3 separate regions of the Mus musculus genome follow, and regions 1 and 2 are each linked to region 3. A link is a contact called in public HiChIP or PLAC-seq and promoter capture Hi-C data. All regions are on one chromosome and are shown on one strand. The core of a region is the stretch at or near the end of the contact, and the rest is flanking DNA. Distances in the headings are between cores, read along the strand shown.

The links. Promoter capture Hi-C pulls out the DNA fragments that hold promoters and counts their contacts. HiChIP or PLAC-seq counts read pairs in DNA pulled down with a chosen protein or histone mark.
Region 1: a promoter capture Hi-C map of embryonic stem cells shows a contact between it and region 3, with 4 times the contacts expected there. The contact joins the promoter of Pirt here to the promoter of 1700086D15Rik in region 3. A contact is called at or near these places in 1 of 39 promoter capture datasets (embryonic stem cells), 1 of 115 datasets of contacts at active chromatin or transcription factors (embryonic stem cells) and 2 of 9 other capture datasets (adipose tissue and liver).
Region 2: a contact with region 3 is called in an H3K27ac HiChIP or PLAC-seq map of embryonic stem cells, with 4 times the contacts expected there. The contact joins the enhancer-like site here to the promoter of 1700086D15Rik in region 3. A contact is called at or near these places in 7 of 39 promoter capture datasets (the C10 cell line, embryonic stem cells, hippocampal neurons and 3 more) and 1 of 115 datasets of contacts at active chromatin or transcription factors (embryonic stem cells).

The regions. Positions count from the first base shown.
Region 1 is chr11:66,910,449-66,913,240 of GRCm38.p6, reverse strand. Pirt (phosphoinositide-interacting regulator of transient receptor potential channels) reads right to left here and starts at 1,250. Exons shown (of 2, transcript NM_178656.3): 1 at 1,099-1,250. The region is part of intron 3 of Gm12298 (predicted gene 12298); the gene reads left to right.
Region 2 is chr11:63,453,845-63,456,751 of GRCm38.p6, reverse strand. The region is part of intron 2 of Gm40016 (a long non-coding RNA gene); the gene reads left to right. Among named protein-coding and RNA genes, the nearest start is that of Gm40016, 8.8 kb to the left of the region's middle. Within about 2 kb of position 1,416, at least 44 of the 459 cell types and tissues checked have an H3K27ac peak or open chromatin away from gene starts, as enhancers often do. A contact at or near this core is called in embryonic stem cells and stem cell-derived epiblast-like cells, where this site is marked.
Region 3 is chr11:65,158,636-65,161,372 of GRCm38.p6, reverse strand. 1700086D15Rik (a long non-coding RNA gene) reads left to right here and starts at 1,473. Exons shown (of 2, transcript XR_003949567.1): 1 at 1,473-1,505. All of the region lies in intron 1 of Arhgap44 (Rho GTPase activating protein 44), which reads left to right. It overlaps LOC115487730 (a long non-coding RNA gene), which reads right to left and starts at 1,493. Exons shown (of 3, transcript XR_003949568.1): 1 at 1,160-1,493; 2 at 1-552.

The DNA.
Region 1 (2,792 bases), core at 1-2,500, 1.8 Mb before region 3:
GCTTTGCATAATCGACCTGCGGTGGTCTCCTTATCCAGAGCAGGACCCAGTATGGATAGAGAGTAGGTCTCTCTCTTTCCCGGAATTTCCCACTGTCAGGGCTCAGCCCCAGAGGCTAGATGCAACTCTCCAGGGTCTTTATCTCCTCTTGCTGTACTGCCTCACTTCCAGGACTTCATTTGGTGATGTCGACTCCTCTGATAAGGTGTGTGTGGCCCTGTGCCTGGTCTGATAAAGAAGAGAGAGTGTGGAATATGTTGCTGCTATCGTCACAGCCTCCATCTGTTCCAGGGCTCACAGCGCTCTCGGGAAGGGGACCTTTTTCTCTGAGCTCAGAGCTATCTGGAGGGAGCCACTCACCTTCCTCTTCGGGTCACACAACCAGTGCATGGGCCCTGTGGGGCTCCAGGCTGGAAAAAGAATCTCAAGGGATATGATGTGTTGTTACACTTGGCTTTACCTAGGGGCGGAGTCCCACCGCCCTCTGTCTGAGCAAGCCATGCCTTTGTCTGTGTTTTTGTGTACCTGTCTTGCTCCCTCCTTCCTGAAGTGAAGACTGCCCAAGCCAGGGTACTCCGCCTTGTTTCCCTGGCACTCAGCCAGGGCACCGGCCACACCTGCAGGAAGGAGGGGCAGACCCGCAGCTGCTGAGGTTGGATGGAGGATGCCCAGGGGACAGACAGTCTATGCCCACTACTCCGAGGTCTCCGGGTGTCCTAACACTTGACACGCTGCCGCTTCTGCGCCCGCTCATTCCTTCCCTTTAATGGCTTCCAAGGGAGAAAGGCTCAGAGCTCCACAGGCAGGGCAGCCCTCACTGCACATGGTGTCTTTCCCCAGGTGTACAGCAGGAGATACCCAGCTCAGCCCACTTCTGCCTGTCTCTCAGGGCAGCCCATCCAGCCTGCTTGAAGCTAACTAACTTCATTCCATCTCATCTTTAGTATTCACACTGCCTTCCAACTCTACTTCAGAGACTCAACGCACTCCAAAGCAAACTTCAAACCGTCCTTCTTTCCAGGGAGACATAGCAAAGGGCTGGGACTGGGGTGGCAGGGCAAGGTGGGTGAGGGTGGAGGGATCCTTTTTCTTACTTACCGTGCACAACGTCCCGGGGGAAGACTGGGGACCTGGGACTCAGTCGGCTCTCGCGTAGGGAGGAAGCTGGCAATGAGTTTCTGCTCAAGTCCTTCATCCCAGCTGGAGAAAGGCACCCTGGCCACATCAGTGTGCTGCGAATCCCAGCCACTGAGCAGGCTCCGGCTGGGATGAGCTCACCAGGATGTGGCCTAATGGGTTAACTCTTTGCAACCTGCTGGCGCAGGCACTCGAATGTGGCTTTCTCAGCTCTGCTCAGCCACTATTAGACAAATCTTGTGAAAAATTAATGAAGTTTTTCTGCAGTGTGCCTTTGAGTTTCAGTAGAAGTGTGTATTTGGCTGGTAGTGCCTGGGCAGAGAGGATCCTGACCTAGGTTCAGCAGGCTGTGGAGGTTCTGGGATGGGGGAGGTGTGAGGTGGTGATGGTGGGTTACATGTGATATGTGTGCCTGGCTCAGAAGCTGTGTTCGGGGCAGTATTATTGATAGTGAGATCTGGGCCTCTCTTCCTGCTTTGGATGTTGGAGAGCTCTGTGTTTGTTGAGTTAGGGAACACCTTTAGCTCCAAGATGCAAGGAGTATCTCTGGGAGCACCCCAGTAATCACACTCATGATGGCTACCCTTCATTACACAATGCCAGGAGCCAAGACATGTCCCTCGGGGATAGGTCTAAAGAATTTCCTTCTTGCTTCTCCCATCTAGCCCACTAGTTTTCTATTGATCTTTTTTGTGAGATGCCAGTTACAATCATGAAGATAAGCAAGCAAATCATGGCAAGAGGCAGAAGGACGTCCACTGTTGAGCCCGTCTGCCCGGGCGTGGGGGAAGCCAGTGTGAGCTGATGGGATGCCAGTTCTCAAGGTGTCGATGGATACCCTGCGGTCGGCAGTATTATTTAAGATTCTGGTGGCCAGACTAATTGGTTGTCTTTCTCCCAGCTATTCTGAGAAGATGGAAGCCATTACTGGTGGGGCAGGAGGGGGACTTTGATACCAGCAAGGATACACTGGGGGCTTCCTCTGTGGAGTGTAAAAAAAAGTCTTTCCCAAGAGTCATCAGGGAGGCCTAAAGCCAGTCAAGTTCAAAGCCATGGGCTCTTCCGTCTCAAGCCTTTTGATTTTCATGACTTGCAAAGATGAAGAGGGCTTGGCTATGTCATCAGTGTTTGGTGACATTGAAAGCTGAACCCTTCAGCTGAGGGAGTGAAAGAAGGGAGGCTAAGGGCTCCAGGGAGTTGACTTTGAAGGATTTAGTGGGTGCCACTTCTCTGACGTAGGTGCCTCTTATTCTGTGTTCAGATCAGCTTCTGAGACTGGAGTTATCAGGTGCCAAGGAGCCCTGGGATGAGTTGTTGTGCAATGCAGACAAGAACTTATTTTTCTTTAAATTCAGATTTCTATGTTTTCTTCTCCCTTTTCAGGATGTGGCTACATGGTGCAGAACTAACCATCACTAAGAGTTAATGCCTAATCTATTGTTTTTTCTGTGCTACTTATTATTCTAGGCATTTTTATTTATATAATAATTCACTATTTACTACAAAACCCCATGTGGCGTATAAAGAGATATATTGCTATTCTCTCTTTGGCCTTACACAAATTAGTTCTCTAAGCCTTCCTTTATTAATGGACTCATTTATTTATTAGATGTTACCATCCCTAATTTAAATTACATTTATTTGTTTTGTGTATA
Region 2 (2,907 bases), core at 167-2,666, 1.7 Mb after region 3:
GGCAGAAGTAGCCTGTGCTAGACAGGATGCACACTGACGCCCTGGGCATCTGTTGGCGGAAGCCAGAGCAAGTGGATTGATAGGCAGATTGTCATTAATAGGTGAAATAGAGCAGGTGCCATCTCCACAAGCCTCCTCCCCATCCCCCACCCACATTCCACAGCCAGGGCACTAGATGGGGCTGAGTCTATGAAAACTGTCCTTGGTAAGGGTTTTGCATAACTATGGTATTTGAAGGGCATGATCTGTTTACATTTTCTCTAGGCTCCGCCCAGCAGTTACCTAGCAACAACCAGGTACCAGCCTGGCTCACATATAAAAGGACTATTCAGTCTCTCTCTCTCTCTCTCTCTCTCTCTCTCTCTCTCTCTCTCTCTCTCTCTCTCTCTCTCTCTCTCTGCCTCTCTCTCTCTCTCTCTCTCTCTCTGCCTCTCTCTCTCTCTGTCTCTCTCTCTCTCTCTCTCTCTCTCTCTCTCTGTCTCTCTCTCTCTCTGTGTGTATGTGTGTGTCCCCATCTCTGTCCCATCTCTGCCTCTACTTCCTTCTCAACACTCCTTCCCATGTTCCTAAGTAAACTCTATTCTATACTACACCCTTCTTTGTTGGCTGTTACCACTGCAGAGGGATGCCTCAGGATGGGCCTGCTGAGTCAACCCCCTCCCACCACACCGTACCGTGCTCCACAAAACATATCTTTGGTTTTATAAAACACATCAGGATGTTGGCTACAAAGGAATCTCTAGTACTTCAGCCTTACTTTCTGGATAGCTTTACAAACTGTCCCAAGATGGGCTTCATTTTGTTTTACAGAAATTCTGAACTTTACAGGTATTATTTTTATGCACATAAACATTACTCCTCCCCTCTTTCCTGTCACGATGGTTTTCAGTACCTATGCTAGTACATATATTTGTGGATCTATACAACGTTCCATCAGCAGAATAATTCCAACAGTGGAGTAGCTGGGTTACAGAATATACATATTTTCAATCGCTATTTAGCCAGACTTCTGTCAGAAATGTCTGTTCTAGCTATATGATAAGATTGTATTTCCCCCATCTTTGTAACACTGGGGATTGCTACATTTCTGTGTTGAGGAACAAAACCACGCATTGTTTAATGTTACTTTTGTTTTGAGTTTTTGCAGCGGAGGTGGGCCTTGGCACCTCTGCATCTTCCCCACCTCTCTTCCTGCTGCTTTAAACTCCCAAGTTGCTTCCTGGGAAGTCTTCTGAAGCCAGAGAATCACAGTAACGTTCTTCTGTGGGCCTAGGGAGCGCGCTAATGTTAACAGGCAGCGTTCGGAGCAAAGGTCTCTCCGGGTTTCCACATCTGCAGCTTTGTACAGGCCCTCACCTCTGAAAAGCCTGAAAGCGTGAAGCCAGGCTTGGCCTAATGTGAATTAGCAAGACAAAGAGCTGTCGAGGGGCGGAGCGGTGATGAGCTTTAATTTACTGAAGATTAATGAGCCCTCGTGGATCTGCCCCAACCACCCATTTTCTATCTCCTCTGCCCACATCGGCTTTGTTAGCGTGTGTTGGTCATTTAGAATTATCCAGCAACAATCTCACCACTTAAAGAGGCATACTGATGGGAGCCGAGGGCTGGAGGGTTCATGCTCTGAACACAGGACCCCAGAGCTGGAAAGACTGGAATGTGGGAATGTCTCCGTGGCCCCGGACCCCACCCCACCCCCACCCCTTGACTTTTGTTTGTGGCCTCAGCCATTTGAGGCTGTTTGTTTACTTGAGCCTAGGAATAAAGCCTCCCAGAGGCCTGGCTTTGGCTGGGGTGAGTCTCCCGAAAACCAGTGGCAAACCTTTCAGACTCAATGGAGCAAATCCAATACTACTTCAAAGCTCAGCTTTCTAGTGGAAGATCTCTCTGGGGTAATACAAATGTCACGATAGCTTCCCCATAATTCCCAACGAAAGGGAAACGCTATTAGCCTTGGGCTTCAGCTCATTACCAGGGTGCTAGAGAATTCTCTCGAGTTTTATCATCAGCAACTATCAGAACTTTCCAGGCCTCGACAAGTTTTTATTTGCCTACCCGTGCAATGGGTAGATGTTGCAAGCTTTGTAAGGGGAAGCCTCAACGATTATCCCTAACCTTCCTGTGCTTCTCTCGGGGTTCATGGAAATAAAGGGAAGGCTTTCTCCACTGAACCGGTTGGAAACAGTAACAGGATTTATGCCAAATTCTGAAGAAGCCTTCCTGCAAAGGCCTGCAAAGACACAGAACCCGGGTGGTGGTGTACCCCTCACAGATTTAAACTAATAAAAATAAACAAATAAAAGTAGAGTATGCTCTAATTTAAAACCAAAAAAACCAACAGAACAAGAAAGAAGGGCTATTCTTTCAATATGAAGAATTATCCTTGAGCATTGTCAGCTGGACTAATGGAATAAATACAAACAGAAAGTCAGCTGGTGGGACTATGCCCCAGTCCGGCTTTGCCCTGCAGCAGGACAGTGGTGGAGCTGCCATCACAACATCCCATGCTCCACCCAGAGAAGGAATCCAGAGACAGCAAGAAGATGAGAAGAGAGTCTGCATTAGGCCTGCTTGAAAATTCTAGTCAACTTCGAGGACCCAAAGCAAATAGCTTTAAAACAACATCCAAGCTGTTTGTTTTCCCATCAAAATACAATCACGTGTTTGACTGTGGGTTGTCACATACATCATTCTTAATCTGTCACTGCTGAAACCAGTGCGACAGTCGCAGTCCTCAATTAATGCAAATTAAACCAGTTGTCTTGTCTATAATTGTCTAAACTAGCAAAGTGCCTTTCTTTGGTGACAGGGCATCCCGGACTCCTTGCTCTGTTACCCCTAAGGGCCCAGCACTTGTTTCATGCTTTATCTCTTTCTTGTGGCTTTTATCCACACAACATTAAAGGGACT
Region 3 (2,737 bases), core at 224-2,723:
AGGAACTCCAGATGGTTTCCAAGTAACCTAAGCGTTTCCAAGCTTCTAAACTAGACTTGGATTCATTTTCCCTTCCCAAACACATGTGCTTTAACATGAGGGGGGAATTTATGAATAGCAGAGTCAGATTAGCCCAGATTTTTGGCACGGTATTGCCACAAATATAGCCTCACGTGGACTGTCTTTGGTATGTTGGATGCTGAGATAGTGCTTTCCTGGTACTGGGGGGTGTAGCTGTTGGTTGTCAAGCTGACCATTCTTTACTGTCTTGGCTTCTGGATCACACTCCCTGGGCTCTGGCATACATGATGGCAGTAGACATCCCAGGGGTGGGCCCCTCACTCTGACCACAGGTTGCTGTTTCTCATGGAGTATTCTCAGTCCACTTAGTAGCCTGGTGTTCTCTTGGAGTGTTAGAGATTGGTGCTCGGATATAGATGTCTCAGGGAAGGCATTCGTGTTGCTTCCAGACACCTGGCTCCTATCTTCCTTCAGGACTTGTTTTTAAGTTGTGAGATTTTTGAGGCATGGGCATAGGAACTATATTTTTCACTGTCATTCGTGGAGGAAATGAAAAATAGGCAAAAGCAGACTGAATTATTATTATTATTATTATTATTATTATTGTAAAAAGTAGTCTTATGTATTCAAAGAACATTCTTAGAAGTACAAATCCAGGGGCTGCACCCTGCTATGCCAGAGCTGCTGAGCGCTTAGGTGGATGACCAACATGTACAAAGTTGAGGCCTGACTTGTGTCTGTTTTGGTGAAGTTTAGAGTAAACTGTTGAAGCAAAAATTAGTTTAGGATACTCTACTGCTTCAACACTTCCAGTGCCATCATTTTGCTTAGCAGCCCCAGCATTTCAGTAGCCACATCCCTCTGGACCCCCCTTTGTCTCAGCATGCTCATTTTGTCTTCCTGTCTCCCTGTCCCTGAACTCCTGTGCTTCGGACACATGAAGCCCAGCTCCACTTTAGAGATTTGTTCTTGCTGACCACCAATTTTTACTACCTGGTTGAGGATGTGGTCTTCCCAAATTGCTTTCTCATCAATCAGCACTTGGCTCTCAGGCTCAGATAAAACCCCTGCTCCCTCACTCTTACCCATCATTCTTTTCATTTTTGTCCACTACTCCCCACAGTTTGAAAGCTTGTACCTTTTTGATTTTTGCCCGTCTGTCTCCAGTAGAATGTATTGATCACCCTCGCATGCCAAGGGCACAGAGCAGTGCCTTGTAGACGGTTGGTGCTCGGTCAATATTTATTGCCAAGATGAAATGGTTTACTTCTGGCCAGTGATGGGAATGAAAGGAGGTAGCGTGGGGGTTCTTCTTCCTATTGAGAATGTTGAGAGACTCAACCTGTGCATTGGGAAAGGGGCCATGATTTGCTTCTTAGTATCTCCACTCACTAGCAGCTCATAGTGCTGGAAGTCTGGATGGTAGGTGTGATGTCATAAAGTGCTTTGTAGAGAGGCCTTAGTGACCTCTTTCCGGTAGAGAGGTGAGCTTGAGAGCTGCTCTTCTCCACCACTCCCCACCTAGCTCACTTTCTGTAACTCACAGGTTTTGGGATTATTACAAATGAAAAACTTCTGGGCATTGGCTTATCTTCTCAGAACTGGGCATATCTTAGTAGAAATCAGCAACTTAGCATAGCAACTATAGGAAGAGTCTAGCATGTATGGAGCTCTGGGTTCAGTCCTCAGCACCACATGGTGATACATACCTGTAATCCGCCTGAAGGTAGAATTGGGAAGGCAACATAGTGAGTTCAAAGCCAACCTGGACTACATGAGGTCTTGCTTTGGTCATCTTCACATGTTTCTGCCTTGATTTTCCCATATGTGTTTCTTCACTTCCGACCCTACTCTGGAAAGTTCTCCCTGGCCAGCCTGTGCCTGCTTATCAAGTGATTATCAAGTGGGACACATTTGCATGGTTGCTTAATGATCTTGTGATTAGCTCTCTGCACATTTTTTTTTATTAGCAAAATGAGAACAGTGATGGTTGCCCCTTGGAGATATAGACATTGTAATGATGGTGGAGTTACCCCAGAAAAATGGCTAAGAGTAGCTTTAGGATCTTTGGGCCAGCATTCTAACTCTTTTTGGATGGCATGTTGTGCTCAGTTATTCAGTGTAAAATCACTGGCTGTCTCCTCTGGGCCACACACTATTCCGATCTGGGAATATTACAGTGCCGTGATCTGGGAATATTACAATGCCTTGATCTGGGAATATTACAGTGCCTTGATCTGGGAATATTACAGTGCCGGGCAAACTGAAGTTCTGTTCATTGGAGCCTGAATTCTAAGAGTGTGCTGCGCTTTTGATGGTTCATTTGTTGTGTGATCTTTAACTTGCCGATCATCTTCCCAGCTCGATTTGTAAGCTCCTTTGGAGGCAGAGACAGTGTGGCATGCAGAGGGTTCTCTGAAATTCCTGGGCAACTGGATCAAAAGATGTATGCATTGTAAGCAGAGGACTCAAGGAGAGTAGTTCAAAGACGCAGGGAGAGCACCTGCTGCTGCCTTTTTGGAGGAGCGAAGGGCGGCAGCAGCTGCTGGGTTGTGGACTGGAAGGAGGGCTCAGCCTCATGCATGCCGCCATTTGCTGCTTGTTGTTGTTGTTGTTGAAACTTAGAGTCTACTTGGGGTTCTACCCATCCTGAGAGCCTGTTCTTCTTGGAAGTGATATCTGGCTTGTCCTGGGTGAAACACAGAGCTGAGCGGAA